2 separate regions of the Mus musculus genome follow, and region 1 is linked to region 2. The links are chromatin contacts, called in public promoter capture Hi-C maps. All regions are on one chromosome and are shown on one strand. Each heading gives the region's core, a stretch centred on a gene start, on an enhancer-like site or on the middle of the called end of the contact. The rest is flanking DNA. Distances are from core to core; before and after follow the strand shown. Region 1 overlaps U2surp (U2 snRNP-associated SURP domain containing). Region 2 holds the start of Xrn1 (5'-3' exoribonuclease 1).

Region 1 (4,601 bases), core at 200-2,699, 460 kb before region 2:
CCAAAATCATGAACATTTGTTGTGTTAAAGACTTGACTCCTGTGTAGATGCAAACATCAAGAAGTCAAATTCTTCAGGAAACACAGCTGCTACTGCTCTCTTACACAGTCACTTCTAAGTATAACCTAAAATACACTCCAAACATTACCTTTTTCTTCAGTTCCTCTTGTTCCTTCTTACTTAGGGTTCGCTTTGCTGTGCTCATTTTTCCAATACTGAATGCTTTAAGCTTGTTTTCTAGAAGAGGCTATAAAAAAAAGCAAAGAGATTATTTTGTCGTTACATACAAATTTTACTGTTACCTATAAGTGTAACGTACTTTAATGATAACTTCATCTTTAGAAGTAAAGTACCCATGCAAAGAAAAACTGGCACACTCCAAACTTAGATCTCAGGCATCATTCTAATGTAAATAGATAGTAATTAAGGGATGCTTTTTATTTCCGAACTCAAAGTCAGTTACAGGCAAGAGCCATTTTTTAAAGGGAAATAAAGGTTAAAAACCAAAGAAATAAAAAACAAGGCTTAGGAGAAAAGAAAGCACAGAGGAGGGCAAATAGACACTGCAGGAAAGGCAGCAGCTATGACAGGAAACACCCTCAAATGGGAGGATTAAAATCACATCACATCCGTAATTAAGTACCTCATTTATCAAAAACACTGATATAAACATAATTTCATTTTTTATTGAGAATGTACCATCTACTTTGCATTCAGATTTCAGCATATATAAATCTTTATAATATTTTTGAATATACATGATCATTCCTAATCTGAAAATCTAAAATCTGAAACACTTAACACCACAAGTGGAACATTTTATATCTGATCTCAAAGAACAGGTTGCAGTCAAATTTCAGGTGTAAAATACTGTGCAACAAATTACCTTTGGGCTATATGTGAAGCTATACATAAGAAAGAGATGAGTTTTATGTTTAGTCTTGGGTCCTATGCCCAAGATACCTCATGTATATGAAAATATTCCAGAAGTCAAAATCTTAAATAAAAAAAGGAAAAAAACAATAAACATGCCAAGCAGTTCAGATAAATGAGTCAATTTATACAAGAAAACTGTGCCTGGCAGCACTAAGTAAACACACTGGGTTTAAAGAATAGAGTGGGATTCTTTCTTCCCTCTTCCTTCCTGCCCCTGTCCACTGCCATCTTCACAACACTGCCAAGCTAAGATGTGGACCAAGCTCAGGAGCTGCCTCTGTCTGATAGAGCAGCTCTCAGCCTCACAGAAGCTTCTCCTTGCAACAGTGAGAGACCACTGCAGAAACTACAACTGTTCAAAATACAGGGACTAACTAACTAACTGATTGAGGGGCACTAAAACACAACTGAAAGAGCAGATCTTAAGAGCCAGAGACCAGGAAGTCTGCTGATAGACTGTCTCCTAGAAATGACAGCCATGAAACCTTATATGGCTGCCTAAACATGACCTGAAATAACACCACCAACAGACATGCTAAAGTGGAAGAAGGAAATCTCCAGTGGCCCTACCTCTAGACAGAAGCCAGGCAACTAAAGACTGCTGAGAAGGAGATTTAGTCTTCCCCAGGGATGAGGCCCACAACTGGTTATACAATACCAAGAGGAAAGCCCTGAAATCATACATACACAAGCAACACTAAAACAACTCAGCAGCTTGTACTTAGTCATTTATGTGTATATATGCATATACATATATATATGTACACATATATATACACACATATCAATAATAATAAAAGGGGTGTGATTTGAGAGGAAGTCAGGAGGTGGGAACACAGGAGGGGATAGAGGAAGGAACTAGAAGGGGGAAATCATGATATAATTTTATTTAAATTTTTAAACATTAAGGAAAAGTACATGAAGTTGGGGGGAAAGGGGGATGTAAGAGGGATTGAAAGGGGAAGAATGGAGGGTGGATTTGATCAAAATCCATTTATATAAATGAAATTCTCACGTATTTTAAAAGAATTAATTATAAAGACAGGAACTCTTAATGTAGACCAGGATAGCCTTGAATTCACAAAGATCTTTTTTTGTTTGTTTGTTTTTTGTGTGTATGCATATGAGAGACAGGGCTCGTGTGCCAGAGCATATGTGTGAAGGCCAAAGAACTTAAGCTAGCTAGTTCTCTTCAGCCATCATGTAGGTCCCAAGCAGCAAGCTGGGGTGTCAGGTTTGATGGCAAGAACCCTTACAACTTGAGCCACCTAACCAATCCAAAGAAACATTTTACTGAAGCCTTCATTATTACAATTTAGAAAGTTTCCTTCTAAAATCTGATCTAAATAGTCTATAGGCCTTTAGTTGTTTCATGTTACTCGGGATTCACAAATGTAAAAGGTAGGGCAGTTAATTAAATACAAGCCTAAAATACTGAAATCTTAAGTTTTTCTCTTCCTTACTAAAATAAGAAGCTAACAAAGTACTTTGGAAGGATATTATGGTGAGAAACATTGAGGCCACCTATTTTGAAGGTTACATTAAAAGCCCTCTGTGAAAGATAATCAGTTAATAACACAAAAGTCACTTCTCTTTCTCTCTCCCTCTTTTAAGATTTCTATTTTCTGAGTGTTTTGCCTGCACATACTCAGGTGCACTATGTGTGTGCCTGGTGCACAATGAGACAGAGGAGCATGTCAGAGCCCCTGGAAATGCAGTTACAGAGAGTTGTAAGTCACCTGTGGGGTACTGGGAACTAAACCTACAGTCCTGGGCAAAAGTGCTCTTAACCACTGAGCCATCTCTCCAGCTCCAACAATCAAATTTTCAAACAGATTCAAAATCATCTTTTCCTCAGAAAAGAAAAAATGTCTTGCCATCATTCACTGTAATTATAGTTAGCTTCAAATGAAGACTACGTTGAAACTGAAGGAAAAACACAATTCTAAGAAACTAAATGTATAGCCAGGCATGGTGGCACACACCTTTAATCCCAGCAGTCGGGAGCCAGAGGCAGGCAGATCTGAGTTCAAGTCAGCCTGGTCTACAGAACAAGTTTCAAGACAGCCAGGGCAATAGAGAAACCCCTTCTCAAACCAAGATGGAGGAAAAATAGAAGGAAGTAACAAAGAAAGGAGAAAGAAGAAGAAAAAAGAAAAGAAACAAAATTTGCATGCTCAAATTTTTGTTTATAAATCCAAAGAGAAATGGCAAAAAAAATTTACTGAATGTTTATTCAAATGAAGAATATAATCTTTTGTGTAAAAACTAAGTTTTGCTGAATTAAAAATACTTAAAAAAAAAGTTATTTTAAGATGTGTTCCTATGGGATGGGGGAATATGTCTTTAATCCCAGCAATCTGGAGACAGAAGCAGAAGATCTTTGTAAATTCAACACTATCCTGGTCTATATTAAGAGTTCCTGTCTTTAAAAAAAAAAAAATGCCGGGCATGGTGGCGCACGCCTTTAATCTCAGCACTGGGGAGTCAGAGGCAGGCGAATTTCTAAGTTCGAGGCCAGCCTGGTCTACAGAGTGAGTTCCAGGACAGCCAAGGCTACACAGAGAAACCCTGTCTCGAAAAACCAAAAAAAAAAAAAAAAAAAAAAAAAAAAGGATAGTCAGTGTTTAATGCTGGCTGGCTGATGACTTAATATTTTCTGATTTTTTTTTCACAAGAAATTTTAATTTGTATACTTTAAAATAGTGCTAGAAATTGAACCTAAAACCTCACACATGCTAGACAAGTACACTAACCTGTATATCAACCTCAAGAAAATTTATTTTACATAGATTTTAGAAAGCCAGAAGACCTGAGGGAGGCGCTGTAGTAATGAGCCCAATTCTCAAGGGCTGGGGAAACTGAAACTCAGTCAGTAAAAATTCCACTGCCACTGGCGACTCAGCATGGAACCCCAGCACCTATGCAGTAGAGGTCGAGAATGTGTCTGTAGCCCAAGCACCACACATCTAAGGCCCAACGGCTAGCCAGGCTGGCAGAACAGAAGAGCAATTCTAGATTTGGTCAGGGAATCAGGTTCATAATAATGTGGAGTGATTGAGGAAGATGCCCAATGTTGACCTTTGGCCTCTACTTGCACCTGCACACACATATGTGTATAATACACATACAAATACAAAGGACTTCTTTCTGTGTTCCTGCCTGTCCTAGGACTCCATTTATCCAAGTGACTAACATCTACTCTTGTTTGTTTTCAGAGCGAACATAAGCTCTCAGAGCACTAGGAATGCATCCTTTTTATACTGTGCATATACATGCATGTTGTAGGTAGGTGGATGTGCATGCCAAGGCATGTGTGTAGTTGTCAGAAGACAACTTTGTAAAGTTATTTCTCTCTATCCACCTGCACACAGGCTCAATGAATCCAACTTGTTTCTAGGGTTACACAGCCAGCACCTTTCTGAGCAATTTCACCAGATCCAATGATTGTCTTAACTGCCTAAATGTTTCTTTTTTGTTGTTTTTGGGTTTTTTTTTTTTTTTTTTTTTTTTTTTTTTTTTTTTTTTAAGACAGGGTTTCTCTGTGCAGCTCTGGCTGTCCTGGAACTAATTCTGTAAACCAGGCTGATTTCCAAGCTCAGAGATCTGCCTGCCTCTGCCTCCCGAGTACTAGGATTAAAGGCATGCACCACCACTGCCCAGCT
Region 2 (4,831 bases), core at 1,236-3,735:
TACAATTGTCTATGATTTTTTAAAATCTAAAGTTTTTAATGTGTTTAGATGTTTTCTGCATATTTTCTAATAGATTAAAAAGAAAAGAATTGTAAAGTAATACATTTATTATAGTCAGATGGGAAACTGCTGAATTTTTTCTCCATAAGACTCTGTCTTATTTTTTCCTATAAGTAAAAGTATAATGAGGTAAACTGTAGTAAGTCAGAAGACATAAATGTGAAAACTGAACATACAATTTCCTACTCAGATTTGATGTAAAGCAGTTAAGGACAGGATAATTAGAAAATCTTTTTTTACATACTCTGTGTGTTAGGGGGCGTGCATGTGTGTGCTTTTTATCCATTTCAATTTTTTGGCATCTTATTCATATAAACATGTTTAATTAATTAGCATTGATGTATTTTGGTTGTACTTGGTACTAGATTACATAGGATCATTTCAAACAAATACATCATATACTTTTAACAAATTCCTTCCACAATTCCTTTGTTCCCCTGCCTCAGTCTCTTTTGTTTCTTTCAACACTTTAGTGTTGTCTCTGCTATCATCTCACATATACATATATGATTTTAAGTAGCTATATAAAATCTAGGAACCATATATGAAAGAAAATGTTATCTTTCTGAGACTAAGTTAATTTACTTAATATGATCACTTGCAGCTATTTTCCTACAAAAGATATATAACTTCTTCATTGATGAAAAATGTATACATATATATTACATTTTATATATCCATTCCATATATATATATATATATATATATATATACACACACACACATAATTATATATATATGGAAGGTTCTCTTGACTAAAGATGAATGTTGTCCAAGCGCTAATCATGGAAGACAAGCAGTGCCAAAGGAAAGAATCCAATAACTTCTGAAGTATTTATTGTAAGGAAAGTCACATGATAATAAAAAACAAAACAGAAATGTTTATAGTGGCTTTTGTCCTGTTTGGTTGAGACAGTTCTCATGTAGGGCAAATGCGTCTGGAACTTAAGTAAGTGAGGATGCCCTTGAACTCCTGATCTTCCAGCCTCCATCCTTCAAGTGCTGAGATTCAAACTTTCATGCCACACAGGTTTGAGTTTTGGGGTTGAAATGGGCTTTCTTATCAACTAGGATCTCCCTGAACTTACAATGTACCTGAGGATGGCCTTTAACTTCTGATCTTCCTATGCCTCCTAAGTAACCACAACCGGCTTTTTGAATTTTGTTGGTTTCTTTGTTTTGAAACAGGGTATCAAAAATTGTGGATGAGGGGAGTAACCCAGAGTCTTGAAATGGTGGGAAATTACTCTTTCCCACAATACAACTCACAGACTTTAACAAGAAGGAAGGCCCAAGTGTGGATACCTGAAATCCACCTCGAAGAGGAATAATAATCATGGGAGGCAGAGGGAGGAAATTGGGTCGGAGAGGTGAGAGGAAGGGGAAAAGAAGGGGCGGGATCAGGTATGGAAAGGAGGGATGCCCAGAGGGCCAGGAGAATTAATCAACATGCAGCAGTGGAGGTTAGGGCCCATGGGGAACCTCTAGAAAGTCCCAGAGATCTGGGATGTGAGAGGCTACTAGGACTCAATGGGGATGACCTAAGCGGAAATGTGAGGTGGAAGCAGATGGGGGAGCACCCTCTCAGAGTTGGGAGGAGGGCTTAAAGAACTCCGGGAGGGGGAGTCAGGATGGGGGGGGGGGTTGGAATGTAAATAAAGTAATTTAATAAAAGATATAAAGAGGAAAACTATAAAACTCTTTAAAATATTAGAAAATTAAAACTCTTCTGTAGGTTTACATTACTCAGAGAATTACTCCTCTCACAAGCTAACCAGACTTTTTCAAGTCCACATTGAAAAATAGTAAATTTAACGATCCCACGAGGGACAAGCCCACAGTACAAAAAGCAAGTGTCCAATACCTTTCTTACTAGGGTTTCTATTACTGTTATAAGCACCATGACCAAAAGCAACTTAGGAAGGAAAGAGTTTACTTGGCTTACACTTCCACATCACAGCCCATCATCAAAGGAACTTGAGGCAGGAACTGAAGAAGCTCTGAAGGAATGTTGCTTTCTGGCTAGTTCACTCAGCCTTTTTCACATACCGAAAGACCACCGGCCCAGGGGTGGCAGCAGCACACATTCAGATGGGCCCTCCCGCATTGATCAGTAATCAAAATATTCCCACAGGCCAATTTGGAAGCAGCGTTTTTCTCAGTTGAGGTTTCTCTTTCTAACGACTCTGCCATGTTTCAAGTTAACATAAAGCTAACCAACTGTCTCTTAAACGTTCTTATACCATCCGCAAGTCCACACCTCAATCAACTGGCATTTTAAACCTGAGCTCACCTAATGCGCAAATCACACCTCTTGCGCTGTCACCAACGAGTATGGAAGAGCGAGGCAGCGGGATAGACAGGACCCACCGCCCACCAGCGCCGTCCTGCCCCTCTAGGCCCACGGTTTGCTCTATGGTCTGGCGGACCTTGTGTTGTCATCCTCCGAGCGACGGCCGGAGGCGGCGGCGGAGGCCCGGGCGGGGTGTTTGGTTTCGTTTCTGCACCGACTGGAATTAGTGTCGACGGTCAAAATGGGAGTCCCCAAGTTTTACCGATGGATCTCGGAGCGGTACCCCTGCCTCAGCGAAGTGGTGAAGGAGCATCAGGTGGGTGAGCTCAGGCCGCGGCGCAGAAAGCGGGCCCGCGGGCCTCTCTGCGCTGTGGGACCCCGGCCTTCCAGCTGCCCGCGGTGCAGGTCAGCGGCCGAACGGGGGGAAGAGAAGGGGAACGGAGGCTTGGCGGCCCCCGGGTAGCCGCACCAGGTAGAGGCAGGTCAGAACAGAGTGGCTTGCGGCAGGTCTGAGCTCCCCCTGGGAAGGCACTCCAGGACTTGCAAAGGAGCCCTTGGTGGGAAGGCTTTTAAGGAGCCCTCTCTGTCCTCCTGGGAACCGGACCTGGAGCTTCGCTTTAGGCTGCGAAGCTGTGTGGGACGACTTCTCGGGTCCCTCATCCCAAGCAAAGCAACAGACGGTATACAAGCACTAACGTCCCCGTGGTGGAATCGCGGAGCACTCCAGCTGTGAAGAGCTGCATTTAACCTCAATGCCTGGACCGGTTGCTGTAGCTAGCTAGTGTCTTGGGTTTGTGATACTTTTTCATGCTCCCGTTAGCCCCCAGACAGGACCGACCCCCCTATTGTCTAAACGAACAAAACGTTTAGATGGAGCGCAGGGATGGGGCGGGGAGGTGGGGGGAATGGTGCTTAAAGGCTTTAGTATGGCAGAAAGATCTCGAAACATTATTACTAACACTTAGTGTATAATGACCCTACAGCAGCGGGTTTTTTTTTTTTTTGAGTTCTAAAAGTGTGTATTTGTATATTTATATATACTATATACTAGAATATATCTGCATGTTTGAATGACGGAGGAGAGAAACCAAATGTTCTAATAGGTAAACTAGACTTTGAATGATAATGTAGTATGTCACATTTAATGACTTTGGTTTACAGAAAAAAAAAACTCGTTTTTGAAATTTGTATACTTAATAAATTATTTGTGATAAGTAGCACTGTATTAATACTGGAAGTTGTCAATTATGTGGGGTTTTTTTTTTGTTTGTTTGTTTTAAGGTACTTATAAGGTTAAAGATAGAATCCAGCCTCTGGAAAGGATTCTTTTGATATTAACTTCTAATGAAAGTTGGCATATAAAAGAAACCTTATAAAAAGTTCGAAAATGCTGACTTGTCTTCCCCTTATTTTAGTTAAGATTAGATGGTATGAATTTGGTTGACTTAAATTTAGATGGTATTTATTTTCAGGGAGAAAAGTGAAAATGGAGGCATTGTTTTTCTTTTTCAGGATCTTTAATCAATAAATATTTTCTAGCCTAATGTGTTCAATAACATTTTTATTCTATGCTCTTTGATCACAGACATTTATTTGGTAAAAATATCTTGGGTTCACCATCCTGGGGAATTTCATTGTAAAAACAAAACAGTCTTTTAAAGCAACATCATGACATGGGAAGCAAGATAGATTTTGTGAAAGTTTTACAGTAGATTGAAAGTAAGGATTGCTTTAAAATTACACTGAAAATAAACTTTAAAACTTGTTGGTGTGTCAGCGGGGCATGGTGTCCTACACCTTCAATCCCAGCACTGAGCAGGCAGAGGTAGGTAGATAAACTGACAGCCATGGAACACAGACCTGACAAAACAAGAAACTCGATGTATCAAAGTTAGGCCTTTCACAAATATTTTATTTAACAGAAGACCAAAAAAGGAAGACTAGGAGGGAAGGACCCAAGCACCCACATAAAAGCCGGGAGCAGCATAGAGCACCTGTAACCAGCACTAGAGAGCAGGGACAGGTGAAGCCTGAGGGCTCTCAGGCCAACTCGTCCAACTGATCAGTGAGCTTCAGGTTCACTGAGAGACCCTGCCTCAAAAAACAGACAAAAAAAACTAAATGAAGAACATTTAGTTTCCTGTGTGGTTGCCAGGGTGAACAGAAGCACACCCAGAGGGAGAGGATGGGGAGCGATGTGTTTTAGAACGAGAGTGAGGATGGTATCAGCACAGTTATTCATCCTTTGAACCACTGAATGAAAATAGATAGAATTCATGTGATTCAGTAGCCCCATGTTACTGAGTCCAAACACTACTAGATGAGGGCAAACTACCAAGAGACTCTAGACAGTTTGAGAGGAAAAGAAGAACTAGCTGATGAACTTGTGAACAGAACTCCAGAATACCCTGTAGGCTTCAAAGGACTAGCCAATTAGATAACAGTACCTAAAGCTGGGGGAGGGAGGCTTTATTTTAT

Evidence for each region. Promoter capture Hi-C pulls out the DNA fragments that hold promoters and counts their contacts.
Region 1: a promoter capture Hi-C map of the 3T3-L1 cell line shows a contact between it and region 2, with 3 times the contacts expected there. The contact joins the enhancer-like site here to the promoter of Xrn1 in region 2. A contact is called at or near these places in 6 of 39 promoter capture datasets (the 3T3-L1 cell line, the C10 cell line, embryonic stem cells and 3 more), 6 of 484 Hi-C or Micro-C datasets (B cells, CD4 T cells, bone marrow and 3 more), 13 of 115 datasets of contacts at active chromatin or transcription factors (bone marrow-derived macrophages, differentiating embryonic stem cells, embryonic forebrain and 9 more) and 4 of 9 other capture datasets (adipose tissue, embryonic stem cells, liver and 1 more).

The regions. Positions count from the first base shown.
Region 1 is chr9:95,495,687-95,500,287 of GRCm38.p6, forward strand. U2surp (U2 snRNP-associated SURP domain containing) reads right to left here. Exons shown (of 28, transcript NM_001357974.1): 4 at 149-247. Among named protein-coding and RNA genes, the nearest start is that of U2surp, 14 kb to the right of the region's middle. Within about 2 kb of position 1,450, at least 7 of the 459 cell types and tissues checked have an H3K27ac peak or open chromatin away from gene starts, as enhancers often do.
Region 2 is chr9:95,952,275-95,957,105 of GRCm38.p6, forward strand. Xrn1 (5'-3' exoribonuclease 1) reads left to right here and starts at 2,486. Exons shown (of 42, transcript NM_001311130.1): 1 at 2,486-2,669. The coding sequence starts at 2,595. Gm16794 (a long non-coding RNA gene) reads right to left here. Exons shown (of 3, transcript XR_871036.3): 1 at 2,354-4,831. It also overlaps a transcript of Atr not described here.